Regions from separate parts of the Rattus norvegicus genome. Here region 2 is linked to region 1. Evidence: chromatin contacts called from public Hi-C data. All regions are on one chromosome and are shown on one strand. The core of a region is the stretch at or near the end of the contact, and the rest is flanking DNA. Distances in the headings are between cores, read along the strand shown. Region 1 overlaps Rcan2 (regulator of calcineurin 2). Region 2 overlaps Cyp39a1 (cytochrome P450, family 39, subfamily a, polypeptide 1).

What was found. A called contact is a pair of places that touch in the nucleus more often than the background predicts.
Region 2: a Hi-C map of the A7r5 cell line shows a contact between it and region 1, with 4 times the contacts expected there. The contact joins two enhancer-like sites. A contact is called at or near these places in 12 of 12 Hi-C or Micro-C datasets (the A7r5 cell line, the Rat2 cell line, Schwann cells and 7 more) and 1 of 1 datasets of contacts at active chromatin or transcription factors (oligodendrocytes).

What each region holds. Positions count from the first base shown.
Region 1 is chr9:24,605,037-24,612,573 of GRCr8, reverse strand. The region is part of intron 2 of Rcan2 (regulator of calcineurin 2); the gene reads left to right. Among named protein-coding and RNA genes, the nearest start is that of Rcan2, 63 kb to the left of the region's middle. Within about 2 kb of position 3,188, at least 4 of the 93 cell types and tissues checked have an H3K27ac peak or open chromatin away from gene starts, as enhancers often do. A contact at or near this core is called in the A7r5 cell line, where this site is marked.
Region 2 is chr9:24,761,202-24,768,738 of GRCr8, reverse strand. All of the region lies in intron 7 of Cyp39a1 (cytochrome P450, family 39, subfamily a, polypeptide 1), which reads left to right. Among named protein-coding and RNA genes, the nearest start is that of Cyp39a1, 39 kb to the left of the region's middle. Within about 2 kb of position 3,013, at least 3 of the 93 cell types and tissues checked have an H3K27ac peak or open chromatin away from gene starts, as enhancers often do. A contact at or near this core is called in the A7r5 cell line, where this site is marked.

The DNA.
Region 1 (7,537 bases), core at 1,939-4,438:
ATATATGTGTGCATATGCCTAGGCGTGTACGCATGGAGGTCAGAGGACCACCTTGGGTGTTGGTCCTCACCTTCCACTCTGTTTATCTTGTTACAGCCTCTGCGTACCAGGAGAGCTGGCCAGCGAGCGTCCAGGGATTCTCCTCTCCTTTTTTATTCCCCAGGAGCTCTGGAATTGTAGATGTGCAGTTACAGTTTCTGTGCTTCTGAACTCAGGCTTGCATTACACAGTAGGTGCTTCACTCATCAAGCCATTTCCCAGTCTACATAGTAGGTGCTTCATTCACTAAGCCATTTTCCAGTCTGCCGTCTTCATTTCTAAATGTTTTCATCAGTGTTTCAGGGCTGGTAATGCCTGGTAAACGGAAGCGCTCTTCCCTCACAGACAGTGCTGGGAAGCAAGGCAGCGGCCAAGAGTGTCCTTTGGCTCTTGCTTGAACTTCCCAGCAGCAAGTCCCTCTCAGCTCACCTCCTGCCTCCGTATTCTGCTGCCTTCACTCGTTAATTATTTACACCGGCCATGTCTTTGCTGCTAGAGATCGCTACCCTGATTGACAGCATCTGAGGCTCGCTATACAAAAGTATTCTAAAGGCTGGTATCGGGGAAATATCACCTTTTTTCCTTTTCCTTCCTCTCTCAATTTTTAATAACCCTTAGAATCTGCAGCTAATAGCCACTTTCAGATCTCTCGTCGGTTGTTTCCCATTTCGTCTTCTTGGCACGAAGACGCTGGGAATTTTCTATTACACGTCCCTTTGAAGAAAGCCATCTTTTACTTCTTGGTGAGAATAAATAAAAGAGTGAAGTCACACCTATTGGGTGGTGGTGGTGGTGGTTGTGAATCTAAACACCATGAGAAGGCGACTTTTAAACACACATTTTTAAATTTCCTTTTGGAAGAAGGAGGAGGCTGGAACACTGCAAATCGAGTACATCTTCAATCAAATACCACTTACATCCTCATCTCTCCCTAACCAACTTTATCAAGACTTACTTGCCAGCCGTACACTAGGAAGCATCCTTATTCTATCCCCCAAGTGAGCAGTCTCCTTCAGCTGGGCATTGGCATCTTCTGTTTATATCTTAGGAAGCAGTCATTACGCCAAATACCAAACTCTTGCCCACTTCCTTCCAGCCGCCTCTACCCTCAGGCCCGTTTGGTTGAGCCAAACCAGCTGTACCCAGTTTTAACTAGAAACTCCACCTCCTGCACCATTCACATACCAATCCCGAGGTGCTGCCTCGTAAACATCTCCTATGCGTTTACTTTTATCCCTGGTGGAAGCTGTGGGCATCTCTCCCTAGGCTACAGTACTGGCTGCTATCCGGGTCTCCATCTAGCCCGCTCAGACTGATTTTCACTCCCCACTGTAAATTGGATGGGTTGGGTTAGTATCGCTTTCCTCAGAGTTCATATCCAGTGTCCGTGCCCCACCCAAAGCCTCCTCCTTCCCTCAGGATAAAGGTCAGTGTTCATAGTTTAACTCGCAGATCTTAACCCACCTCAAGCACTTTTCTCATACTCTAGCCCTGCCTTTCCGTCTCCAGACATGTCAGTTGCCTCTGTCCTCTCTCTTTTACGCATGTTGCATGCCCCTCGGGCCTTTGCATTTTTGTCTGCCAGCATCCACTATTCACATCCTCAGTCCTATCCTTCCCGGCACAGCCTGGGACCACTCCCCACCCCCTGGCACAGAACTGGTCTGGCGTATACTTTTACTGAGGAGATGGGTTTGTAATACCTTCCGTTTGGTCCCTTCTGGTCCTCTTTGTACGAGTGAAAGCATTTCACGTGCAGCCTGTCTAGCTCTCGCAGAAATTAAAACACTCATTAATCTTTGACTGATCTTCAATATAATAAGCAAACCGATGGGTTCCCCACAGCCTTATGGGATTCATTTCAACTGGCCCTTCCAGCAAATGGGGGAGCGAAAAGATGAGCAGTCCTGCAGCAGCTCGTTAACGCCAACAGAGGTCTCTTGTCATCAGAACTAGAATCCTTGGCATTTGTCTCCAGATCCAGATGTCTGTATGGTGGTACCAAGCCGCCTCTTGGGTGGCCGGTTCCAAGTGTGACCCGTAGGCTTGACTGTAGTCTGTTATTCATTTACAGTTCATGATAATAATTCATGGTACAGTTCACGTTAACAGGAGCACTTAGGTACAGTTCTATAGAAACCTCTTTCACACTCCTGTCTTTCCTGTCACGCAGTGTGGTTTAGTTTCAAAAACCATCCCATGGACCTGAAAGATGGCTCAGGAGTATAGAACATTCTACTCAGTCTGCCAGCCTGAGTTTCATTCCCAGAACCCACAGGATGGCAGGAGCGTCCTGACTCCTTCAAGCAGGCCTCTGACATTCACAGGGGCACTGTTTATCTCTGCCTTCCCAGAGCAGGACTGCGTGCATGTCTCTGCACCCAGCTTCTTGCATTCGTGCTGAGGATTTGAACTCAGGTCTTCAGACTTGTGTGGTAGCCATTTCCCCAACCCTCATCAAGGGGTCTCCTGAGGGTGGGAAGAAAGCATAGGGAAGAAGGTTAACTGATTCAGCAGTGGAAGGGACTGGATGACCAGTTCAAATGCTCCGTGAGGGAGAAACTTGCTAAAAGCCTCTCACAGAGGCCAGGGAGCTCTGGCTATGGAAGGTCAAACACAATGAAGGGAGCCGGTGGATATTGAAAGAGAAGCCACCCTCTTCTATCTCCGGCTTTGAGTGATTGCTTTCTAGGCCAGAGATGAAAGATCCTTTCCTGGAAAAGTCTAAGCCATTGCTTCATAGAAAAGCCCAAACAAAGCATTTGATCGTTCCTTTAGTCAACAAATAGCTCTTGAGCTCCGACTATGTTTTTGTCATTGTTGAGACCATGATGAGGAAGATGTAAACTGTATGACCGTCCATAGAACCTTTGAGAGGGAGACACACACAGAGACACTCAAAGATGTCATACAGAGAAAGGCAGAGGGGTGGAAGATGAATACATGAAGAAGTACAATATGATTTTCTTTTAAATGTTTACAAAGGTTTATTTCATTTTCTGTCTGGGTGCTTTGTCTCAGTGCACTTTTGGGCACCACCTCAGCCTGGAACTGGGAGCCACATTAACCCCTTCCTACCTTGAAGCTGGCACTTGTCAGGGTATTTATAGCAACAGGACTGGAACTAGAACACTGTTGCTTTAATTTCTTTTCTCTGTTGCTGGACTATTCACTGAGGGGGAACATGAGAAGTTTGCTGTATGTTGTAGGATGAGCTGCCTTTCCTTTCTCTCCCCATTCCCCTCCCTTTCTTTCCCTCCTCAAACCAAGCACTTCTCCTTGGGCAGTACTCACAGGGATGGAGTACACACACACACACACACACACACACACACACACACACACACACACCCTGCTCCCACTCCACCCTACCGTGGCACACTGGTTTAATTACAGGGGTTAGTGTGGTTGGAGAAACACATTTTTTTTTTTACCTGTTAGAAAATGCCTTGAAGACTAAAAAGAATTACATTTTAAATAAGTTGAAAAAAAATAAAAGGATATTGCATCCAAGGAGGAGAGAGCTTTGTGCTTAGAGATGACTTAGAGATTACAGGAATCCAAAATTAAAACTTAGGAAAGGTCTTGTCAGCGGAGTGGAATGCAATTAGGGAGTTATTTTATGGATGTTTAGAAACGCTCCGAAGAATTCCGATCCATTTAAAGTGGCATTCAAATAACAATAAAATTCTGCAGGAAGAATATGTGACACACCTTTGAAAGAAGTCATCAGTTTCCAGCTGAGCCAGCTTGGGACCTTGGGAGCTTCAGAGGAGCGGCAGAGAAATGGAATGTCTGCACCCCTGAAGATCAAAAGCTTTGTCAGACACTCGCTGTTCCTTTTCTTTCTTTCCTCCTTTCTTTCTTTCCTCCTCCCTCCTTTCTTTCTTTCTTTCTTTCTTTCTTTCTTTCTTTCTTTCTTTCTTTCTCTCTCTCTGTCTGTCTGTCTGTCTTTCTTTCTTTCTTTCCTTCCTTCCTTTTTTGGTAAACAGGCATATAAATGACTTAAAAAAAAATCTAACCATAGTTCTTCATACTTCACATAGTCTACACTGTAATTTAACAGTTTTTTAAACTGTAGAGAAATAAGCCAGCAGAGATGCACAGCACAGTGCGAAATAGATACAAAGGCCTTTTCTGTTTCTTTCTGTTTAAAAAAAAAAATCTGGATAGTTAGATACACGTTTTCATGAACGTCTCTTTGCCGGGCTACTGTCCACAAGGGTTGCCAAGACTCAGGCACTTGGGAGGGCAGCCGTATTGCTAGACGATTCTGCCCATTTCACTCAGGTTCGCACACAGAATTGTCTAGAAGCTGCAAGCTCCATGACAGCATTACTTCTCTGAGTACTCATTGCACAGTCTTGTGTTTGAAATTGTTTGCCTTAATATTCACTATAGCAACTGAAAGCTGATACACTCCTTTTTTTTTTTTTTCAAGACTCCTCCAACATCATTCATGATATTCCAAGCACAGTGTGTATGGAGACCAGAATTTGAAAGCTGGTATCTCTGAGGTATAATGGATAATCTTGAAGGACTTGCTGATACCTAATGCCTGGGAGGTTGGGAATTGTTTATGTAGCCTTGGAAATTTAGATTCCCTTTAGGTATCAGTACTTGGTATGTGTCATGTGACCATTGGCTCATGGATTTCCTTTTAGTCTCCTTAGAATCAGAGCTACTTAACCCTTTTTGACTCTTTGACTCCTCTCTGGGGCTCAGAGCAGGAGCCAGAAATGCTCACACTGAAACATTGCTAACCCTGCTCTGTGGACTCCCTGCGACATCCTAGCATCTTGGTCAGAGGATAGCCAACTAAAGGACTCCCATATGAACTGCTAGCTTCATTATCTTGGTTTGCTCTCTGTCTGAACAACTGTTCTCTTAGCTCTGGGTTAAAGCAGGTGAGCAGGTGGGTGGCAGGGTTTAGTGTGAAGAGATCATCTATCTCACTCAGAAAGAAAAGCAGAATGTTCTAAGTCAAATCTAGCATTGGGAAGGTTGAGGTCAGACAATAGGTGCTGGGAGTGGGTGGACAAGCTGAATTTGGGTCAAAGGCAGTGAATTTTCATGCTTGTTTTGTGGCCTTTGCTGGAGAGGCAGCCATCAGAGTGAGTGAGAAGGGGGCTATTGGGGCTGGAGAGATGGCTCAGCTTTTCAGAACACAGGCTGCTCTTCTAGAAGACCTGAGTTCAGTTCCCAGCACCCACATGGTGACTCACACCCATCTGTACCTGCTGTTCCAGGGGATCTGATGTCCTTTTGTGTCCTCCCAGGGCATTGGGTGTGCACATGGTACACAGACATGTATCTAGGCAAAACACCCATACACACAAAATAATATTTTTTAAAGGGGGATATATGAGTGGAGTTTAGGAGGGTCAGAGTGTTTTTGGATTTCAGTTCCTCCAGTTGCTCACTCTGCAACCTTTAAAGAGCCCTGGGACCTGTCTGTCCTTTACAGTGTACAGTAGATGTGATAATGGTATTCCCACCTCTCCGATACGATTGTTTTGAAGTCAATTGAACAGATACTGGGTAACACCTCTTTTAAATGCTTGCTCTTAGTAAGTTGTGCATAAGTTAATGTGTAACCACTAGTGTGTGTACGTGCTTGTGGGGGTCAGAGGTCAGCTTCAGATGGTGCTCCTGAGGTGGTTTCTAACTTACCTGGGACTTCGCCAAATCAAGCAGCCTGTGAGCTACTTAGCCTGTGAGATTCCTGGGATTTACCTGTGTTTCCAATCTGGTCCTTGCCAGGACAGCAGGCAGTCATGCTTGACTTTGCCTTTGACATGGGTTTGAGTTCCTAACTCAGACCCTAACCCGTGTGAGGCAGGTGACTTATCTGACGGAGCAATCTTTCCTAAGCCACATTGTGTTGCCTTCAGTAGAGACTGTCAGGGTTAATAAGTGGATTGTGAGTGAAGGGAAGATTCAGGCCTGCCAGACAGAGGTGGCTCAGCAGTAAAGGACATGATGGCTTTACAGAAGAGCTGGATTCAATTCCTTCCCCAGTGGGTGGCTTATTGCTACCTCGAATTCTAGCTCCAGGGGATCTGACACACTCTTCTGGCCTCTTCAGGCACCCGCACTTGTGTGAACATCCCCAACTCACTGACATTTACACAGAGATACAATTAAACAATGAAACAAAACTTTAAAGAACAGGGAGCAGGGTCGGTTGTCTTCAATGAGGAGAGAAAGCTTGTCCTCAGTGTGCGTCCATTTCTCGGTTTTTCCTACACACTTGGAAAGTGTCCTAGGAGTCTGTAGACCTAGGCTTTGGGCTTGATCTGTCCACTGGAACTGATAGCATGACCTTACTCAAGCCGTTTGACATGCTGGACCCCAGTCTCCTCACTTGGAAATTTTAAAAAGGGTAAATTGAATGACTTTCACTTCCAAGGGTTATTCTGGGATCACTTGGGCTGTCTGGATATACCAGGACTTCCTGGAATGGAATTGAAAAGAGATTAGCAGCCACCATCCACCTCACCCCTTCAGCAAGAAACTAGATAGCTCCTGTCTCTTCATTTCCACGAACCACAGGGGGGCAGCTGAAGGTGTCTGCCTGGCCAGAGGACAAACCCTGCTTCACAGGAAGTTGCTTGTCTTGGCAAGACCATTATTTCTGGGGGGGGGGGGAATGTCCCAAACAGCTTCATTCGCCCCCCCATGAACCAGCCTCTCTGAAGCATGCTTCTTTTATGTTACTGCGCTGAGAGTTCTGTTAACCAATCCAGTTCATTCAAAATTAGCCTCTTCAAGATGTCTTCCCCTTGAAATAGTCATCCAACCTGACCAATTCTGTATAGTCTTTGTAGAATTTAACAGGGATTGACACTCTCTGAGTATCCTTGGTGTCTTGTCCAAATAATGGGCCTTCCTTCCCTTCTTCTGAATATTATTTCAGGTGCGGCATTCTCAAGGGAGTTTGACCGTATAGCTCAGTGGTTTGCTCTTCTCCATTCACACAGATGTCAGCGGGGTTCTGCGTGTTTGAGCAGAGACTTCCCTGACCCCCTAATTATTTCTGTTTTAGTTTTGGCGCATTTTCTTCTCCTTTCCAGATGATTTCCTTTTTTTTTTTTTCTTGACTCCCTGGGGGGTTCCATTACCCAGAGCCTGACCCCTAGCTCTCATTTCTTTTAAAACGATTTTCTTTCTTAGAAGTGGCATTCGCCAGCTCTCACAGCCCCTTTACAGCGCGTGCTTTCCACACTTCTATTTTGAGATTGTTCCCCACCAGCTGCTGCCGCCGCCCTCCACTGGCCGATTAGAACATCAGTCGTGAATGGCACACTGCGCCAGGGCTGAGAGCAGGGATCCACGACCTCCGCCTTCAGAGTTCTGGTGGGGTCTAAATGAAGTCACAGATGTGGTCAGATCCTGTCGATGACAAGCACGACAGCCAGCCAGCTGCGTTTGGATTACAGAGACATGGAGAACCCTCTTGGGCTACGGAAGAAAGGCTTCCTAGAAGAAAGGGCGT
Region 2 (7,537 bases), core at 1,764-4,263, 160 kb before region 1:
TTTGGCCATAATGGCAAGACGGATTTGAGCAAGGACTTGAATCAGTTTGGGGTTAGACAGGTAGGAGTCTGGAGGGAGAGACAGCTGGTGTGATCACACTGTGTGCCCACAGGTTCTACAGTTACGTTAAAAAGGTCTTGTCATCTATTCCCCAGCAGAATGGGTAGGAAATGGGTTCACTATGTAGAGAGAGGAGTTCTAAGGTACCATCCACTTCTACCAAGGGCTTTCTCTTCCCCCTGATGAGCGCATTTGCTCTACGCCCAAGCCCCTCTTTCTTACCACAAGAACTTGCCTAGCCCATGACTTTAACTTTTCATTTTACTTGGCCGTCTACTCCCGAGTCATTTCTAGAAATTTCTAATATGAAGAGCCTACTGATGATATCACGGCAGACACTCCGAGGAGATGTATCCTGTCCCACCCTTTCCCTCTCTCCCTTTTCTGATGCCGTGGCGACCATGTTCCTTTCTGTCCCATGACTCCTCCACTTATTTCCCAGAACCTGGCCCTGCTTCCTTTTCCAGATCTCTGGTTCTGCTGGTCTCTGTACTGTCAGCAGGGTTTCTAACAGGAGCTTTCCTGCAGATCTAGACTGTTTTGTTTGTTTGTTTTAATCTTAATAAATTTGTTAAAATGTTGTGGAATTTCCAGGAGGGCTGGACGTGCTGTGCCCAGGAAGGCATAGCCAGAGACTGTGCTCCCAGCCAGGCCGCAGACTGTCTGGCAAGCCCAGTTCGCCCACTAATGCCAAGCACACGGTGACACTGGCAGGGGACACTAAATGACATTGTGTCCCTGGGAACTTCAGCCTGTGAAATCTGAAATTGGTGCCCAGCAAATCAAAATCTTAATCTCCTTTCCTTTATATCATTAGCTTTTTCTTCCCCCTCCTGCTTTTTATTTTATTTTTTTATTCATGTGTAAGTATGTGTCCAAGTGTGTGTGTATGTATGTGTGCATGTGTGTGCGTGTGTGTGTGTGTGTGTGTGTGTGTGTGTGTGTGTGTGTGTACTAGTCGCTCTACAGAGAACACATGCAGGGGCCAAAGGAGGGTGTCAGGTGTTCTCCATCTGGCTGTACCTGTTTGTTTTCTCAGCTAGCCTGGAAGCCTGTAGTTCTCAAGGATCCCCTGTCTCCACCCATTTTGGGGCTGGAGTGGCAGGCATTCACTGAACTTCTGGCTTACCGTGGTCCTGGAATCCAAACTTGGATCCTCGTGCTTGCACAGCAAGCTCTCTTGGCTTAGACAAACCGTCTCTCCAGCCCACAGCTGGCAATTTTAAACCACAGTGCAATGCCTACCTGAACTCTCTGTGTGCTAGCCAGAAACAAATGTTTATTCCCTTTACTTTTTTAGTTAAAGAATACATAAACTGATTGTTTAAAGCGACTTGGATTCTCTGTTCTAATGAGGTTCCCTCCAAATATCTATCTCCGAAGAAATTTCATCTATTCTCAGAAGGGTGAGCATTGCTTTGCCCACAGAACTGAAGAATAAAATTAAATTACTTATCTCTTGGCTTCAAATCAAGCTGTATATTAAATTTTGTCTTAGTTATTATTTGTTCTTATAAACATATCTTTTTATTTTGTCTTCAAGATAGGGTTTTCAGTATATCCCAGGCTAACCTTGAACTCACAGAGAAGTCCACTTTTGATTTACAGGAATCCTTCCAAGTGCTGGGAGCACAGACCATACCACCCCGGTGTCTGTAGGTTTGTTTAAGTAGCATCACACTCACCCACCATTAGGGTTTTCTTTCTTCATCCTGGCGGAACACTGACGTCCATGTTTAGATGCTTCTTGAAGCATCTATTCATTTCACATTTCTCAAGATAACAGTGAAGTAACCCTGGACCACAAACGCCTAGCCAATTCAGCAGGGGCACTCCTGTTCCTTGGCTTGCAACCTAAAACCACCTGTGCTTTTAATATTTAGATTCTGTGCTGTGTCCACTGTGTTAGGGGCCATTTTCTTTCCTCATTTAGGAGTTCCTCACTGGGAATTTGCCCATCGGCAATGCTCTCTCAGTCTTAACTAGCAGAGAGCGGGCAGGTAAAAATCACTAGTGTTGATTTTATCAACATTTTTATGTATTCGCTCCACTTTTTAACCATGGGCCCATGCATTCACAGAACCTCCTTTTTCTACCTATAATCTTACTATGCTTCATTTCAAGATGAGATTTTTGACCCCACCCCATCAATTTACAAGGAATAGGATTCATGAACACAAATACACCCAGGTAGGATTGATTCCTTGAAGGACAAGTCATAGAATGTGCATGCAGAAATGTCCGATTTGGGGCTGGAGAGAAATCTCAGTGGTTAAGAGCCCTCCCTGCTCTTACAGAAGTCGAGAGTACCATCCCCAGTAGGACCACATCAGGTGATCCACAGGCTCCTTTTAACTCTGGGTGTGCAACACTGCTGCCCTCTTCTGGACTCTGTGGGTACCTGCATTCATGAGCACACATCCATACATAAACATGAGACTAAAAAAAGAAACCTTTAAAAAAAGAGTTGGTTTCAGTCAGAAGTAGAGCTGTGCATTTTCATCCTGTTAGTCATAAAACTTGTGACTTCGAAGAAAACAGGAAAAATCTTATCCACAGCCAATAATATTTTTATTCTTGTTTGTTTTGTTTTTGTTTTGGGTACTGTTACGTTCAATGGAACAGCAATCCCGATGGACACTGTAGGGTGGCCAGGTGCCAATACAGAATGATCCCAACTTTGATAATAAATATATACATGTCTGCAAACTGGCCAAATCCAAATGAATCCTAGCCCCAGGGTGACACTCTAGGTGGCCATGGCACTGCCCTCACTGGCTTCATTGGCTCACTGGTCCTGTTTTAGTACATCCCAACATTCGCACTAACTCCAAGTTCAGTGGTCCAACGTCACTTGCACGCTAACTCTGTTTCTCTCCCCTTGGATGCATTCTCTGTATGCTCTTGCAAGCCAATAACAGCATTCTTGAAAGATTCCATCGGGCCACTTCAGCTGACTTAATAAGCTTACTCATTACTGTCCCCCCAGTTAGCCAGAGCTCTATGGCTGATAATCAGTGTGATAGCTGTAATGGATCCTTTTGGTTCTTTATGTGACAAGTTGCCCCAAATAACGAAGAAAAAAGTCAAGTAATAGAGCCAAGATTACTGCAGTGGAGTTATGGACACAGGACACTTAGTTTATTAAAAGTCTCCATTCCCACTTGAAATCTGATAGCCTGAATCTAATATGGGGATTTAGAGGCTAATGCATATCATACAGGAAATATTTCCTAAGGCTCATTTTCCTTTGCTAGCCTGGCCTGTGTAGGCTGGCTTGGCCCTAGGATACAGTAAATCACACGGGACGTTTATTGCAACAATGTTTCTCAGTCGCCAGCCTTGAAAACTGTATCTATTTACAAAAGCAAGAGGTTTCATCTGACCTACCCTAAATTTCAACTTTTCCAACCCACATACATAATTTATCTTTTTCTCCTTCTTAGCCCTAGGGCTAAGATGGAGTCATTTTGGAACACACAACCTGAGAACTCCAGCTCCCAACTCCAGCCATGCAGACGTTCATGCATGATAATGGACTGGCTTAGGTAGGGTTTCCATTGCTGTTAAGAGACACTATGTCCAAGGCAACTCTTTTAAAGGACAATGTTTATTTGGGGCTGGGCTACAGTTTCAGAGGTTCAGTCCATTATCATCGGGGAGGAAAGCATGGCAGCATCCAGGCAGACATGGTGCTGGAGGAGCTGAGAGTTCTATGTCTTGACATCAAGGCAGACCGGAGAAGACTCCATTCCACTGCTGCTGCTGTTCTTGGTGATCATCCCGTGGTACTGGCATCTTCAGTACACTGGGGAACTGATAAAAGGAATTTAAAACAGAATCAGAGAGAATACTGAGGACTGTCTTTTATTAGAGTTTGAGAGGAGCCCAGAGGGCAAGCTTTATAGAAGCCCTGGCAACAGCTGAGAGGAGGAAGAAGGGTAAAAGGAAGGAATTATGTCCTGCCTCCTGGGCCTGGGTTCAAATGGGAGCTAGGAAGGTGAGGGCAGCTGCAGAAGTTGCAGGGGGTTGAGAGCAAGAGTTGAGAAAGCTCACACTGTCAAGGGAAGTGTGCTTAGGATTTGGAACAGTCTATAAAAACCAAAGAGAAAAAAGAGGGGAAAGTATTTATTTGCACACATAGCAATAATGTGCTAGATGCAACTTCCTCGAGGGAGGGCTTCTGTGGGGTAAAGAGTATTTTCTCCTTAAGGGGTAATTATCCCTCCCATTCCATTGGCTTATTATCTTCCAGTAAATCCTCTGTTGTTTTGTTTTGTTTTCCTTTTGTTTTTTTTTTGAGGCATGGTCTCCTGACCAGGTGATTGACAGGTGTTGTTAAATGAGCTCTAAGAGAAAGGGACCATGGTATGTAAAATTCTAGACTTTGAGATGGATCATAATGGCATGTTTCCACACAGATCCATTTTTTTTCTGACCAATAGACCTCATCAAAGCACACCTCCTCACACGATATTTTTCAATCTTAAAGAGGGAAAATGTGGTGCTTCCTTTTCTCCTGTTACCAGGGAAACGGGAGGTTAAGGTACTCCAAGACTGATGTCTATTTAGCTACCTAATATTAGGACTAAAGAAATATTTCTTCTACATATTTGTTATATATAAATATGTGTGTGTGTGTGTGTGTGTGTGTGTGTGTGTGTGTGTGTGTGTGTATCTATTTGGGTGAGGAAAGGGGCTTAAAATATGAAAAAGCAGTGGAATTATTCTGAAGTCCTCTTTTGGTGTTCTGGTTGACTCATGTTCCTTCTTAAGTCCAAGAAATTATAGTTTCGTGATTTATTTTAGAGTCTGTTCCTTTTCTTCCTGCCTGGGTGACTCCTACCCACCCTTCTAGGCTTATATGAATTCCAGCCACAAGCAAGAGGAGATGAATTCCACTGATGCCTGAATCCTCTGCTCTGAGACGTGTATTATAGTTGTTTATATCCTCACAAATTGTCCTGTGCTCTAGTGTCCAGGGTCCTGTAAGGCTATGACTTTTGTCATTTTTGACTCCATGCTCTTCTTTGGAAAACTGTGGGATATGAGCACATGCGTGGCTTCCTGTCATCCTTAAAGACTTTTGTGCTACCGTTGACATAGCTCCCTTGGTTGGGAGGGAATATTAGAATATTTATGATGTCCCACAGATAGATGTACAGACAGCATCAAAGGTGTTGTTCCAGAAGATCTTTACTTTTGCAAAAGGATGTATTATGACTAAAGCTGGGAGAGCAAGCACACCTGGTTGGGAAGTTCACTTGGGTTTTATTCTAATGTGGTGTGGGACCTATGGCTTACTCCATGGTTGGGAGCTTGACCTCACGGTCTGATGGGATCGGCTAATTTGTAATCATCAGGAAGGGGAAGGGTGTGATACAGAGTGAAGTTTCGGGAATATCCTGTTGTCTCGGGTTTCAGCAAACAAGCATATCCACTAGATGGAAGAGGGTTATAGCCTTTGTTCACACTGCCATCTTTGATGGAAAAGTCTGCCTCACAATTGGACACGTTAACTTGTCTGAGACTGGAGTGTACTGGAGTATATGAAGGACCATAATCTTTTTTTCGATGTTAAGTAGCCAATCTATTGTTAACACTGCATCAGCTCCTACAGCGTCTGCTTGGGCTACATGTAACACAGATAAGTTGTGAGTGTTCAATGTCAGGATCATGTTCGTGTCTTTGCTCAATGCCAGAATCCTTGACTAACAATAAATTTCAGGGCATACCAATTTCACGGTGGCCATTTGCCAGACATTTCCTCTTCCCTTGGTAATCTTGGCTTAGGTGAAAAAGATTCACTTTTATTCCAGGTTTAATTACTAATAATATTCTCAGAGCATGTATTATGTACCACACAATCTTTTCTATCATCTGTCTCTATCGATATCTGTATCTATACATATCTTTATGTTCATGTATAGGTTGCTGAATGCCCACTGCAGAACTCAAGACGTTTCAGAAGTCTGGAGAAGCCAGGACGCCGATAGCAATCTAAAAAATACGAAACAGTAACTGAGCATAACAGTTGGGAATCAGCTGTTATTATAGGTCAGGCTTCTGCAGCTCACAGGCTGGACATGAAACTGCATGACTGGATTTAACTTCAGAGCTGTCAGAACCAGGTCCAGGTGAAGGAATGAGCAGACAGATGGGTCACCTGCTGGTCTAGACAGGCAAACAGATGGATGGGCTGTCTGAACAGTGAGGGCAGAGCTAAGCTGAAGCCCTGGGGGCAATTGGGAGTCCTCTAACTATTGGTCCTTGACATGTGTGGTCACATGACCGGTGGGTGGGGCCAAGTGCACACAGTTCTGTGTGTCCCCTCTTAATGGAGTCTAGGTGAGAGAGTTGCATCCTTTCGTTGGTCTGGTTCGTCTGGCAAGTTCTTGGACCTAGTTTCCTTAATATGATTTTAATATGTTTTTCTGACCCAACAGTCTCAGTTCACCTCAGTAAATTTGTAGCATATGGTGGTTTGAAGCAGAATGGTGCCCATAGGTTCATGTATTTGAATACTTGGTCTCCAGTTAGTAGAACTGTTTGGGAAGGATTAGGAGGTGTGGTCTTGTTGGAGAATGTGTATCACTGGCAGTGGGCTTTAAGGTTTCAAAAGATTCATGCCATTCCAAACATGCTCTTTGCCTTCTACTTGTGGATCCAGATGTGAGCTCTCAGCTGGTTTTGTGATGCACATCCTTCTTCTGCTATCATGGATTAGCCTTCTGCAACCACAGGTCCTAGGTAAACTGTTCCTTTCGTAAGTCACCTCAATCTTGCATGGTATTATATCAGAAATAAAAAGTAACTAAGGCATAGGGTAGCACCCTTTCAACTCCCAGAAATAAGCCATTTGTCAGTGTATACAGTGTGAGTGATGGCAGATAGATACCTCTTCAGATATCCACCCAGGGATAGTTGTGTATGTCAAAAGGGAGTAGGAATTTGCTTGTAAAATGGAATCTCTTGAGGAAAGGCATTGTCTGAAAAATGAGTATTTTATAAAATGTGACGTAAATTTGGGCAGAGCACAGACTTAGCAGATACATTGCACATCTGTAGTCTGTTAGTAACTGAAATAACAACCTTTAAATCTACCATTTATACTTAACAAATGTATCTTATAGTCTTTATGTAATTATGACTTTCATGTAATAACCAAATGGATACATTAGAAGCTTCTGCTTTTCTTTCTTTCTTCCTTTCCTTTTTACTTTCTGAGAATAAGAATCATCCTTTATTTTATCTCATTTCAAATAACCTAAGGTTTGATTTTTATTGCATTTATGCCAAGAGTTAAACAGATGGTTTCTAAATTTTGCCTGAGATTCCCTTTAGCCCCTTCCCTGGGCTCTCTGGAGTGGTCTTGGTCTCTGCTGGGCTCCAGCCCTTCTGGTGATTATCTTGGAATTCTCCCAAGTGGAGCTTTCTAAATTTAGAGCCTCAGGACTGGACTAACCACGGATGAGCA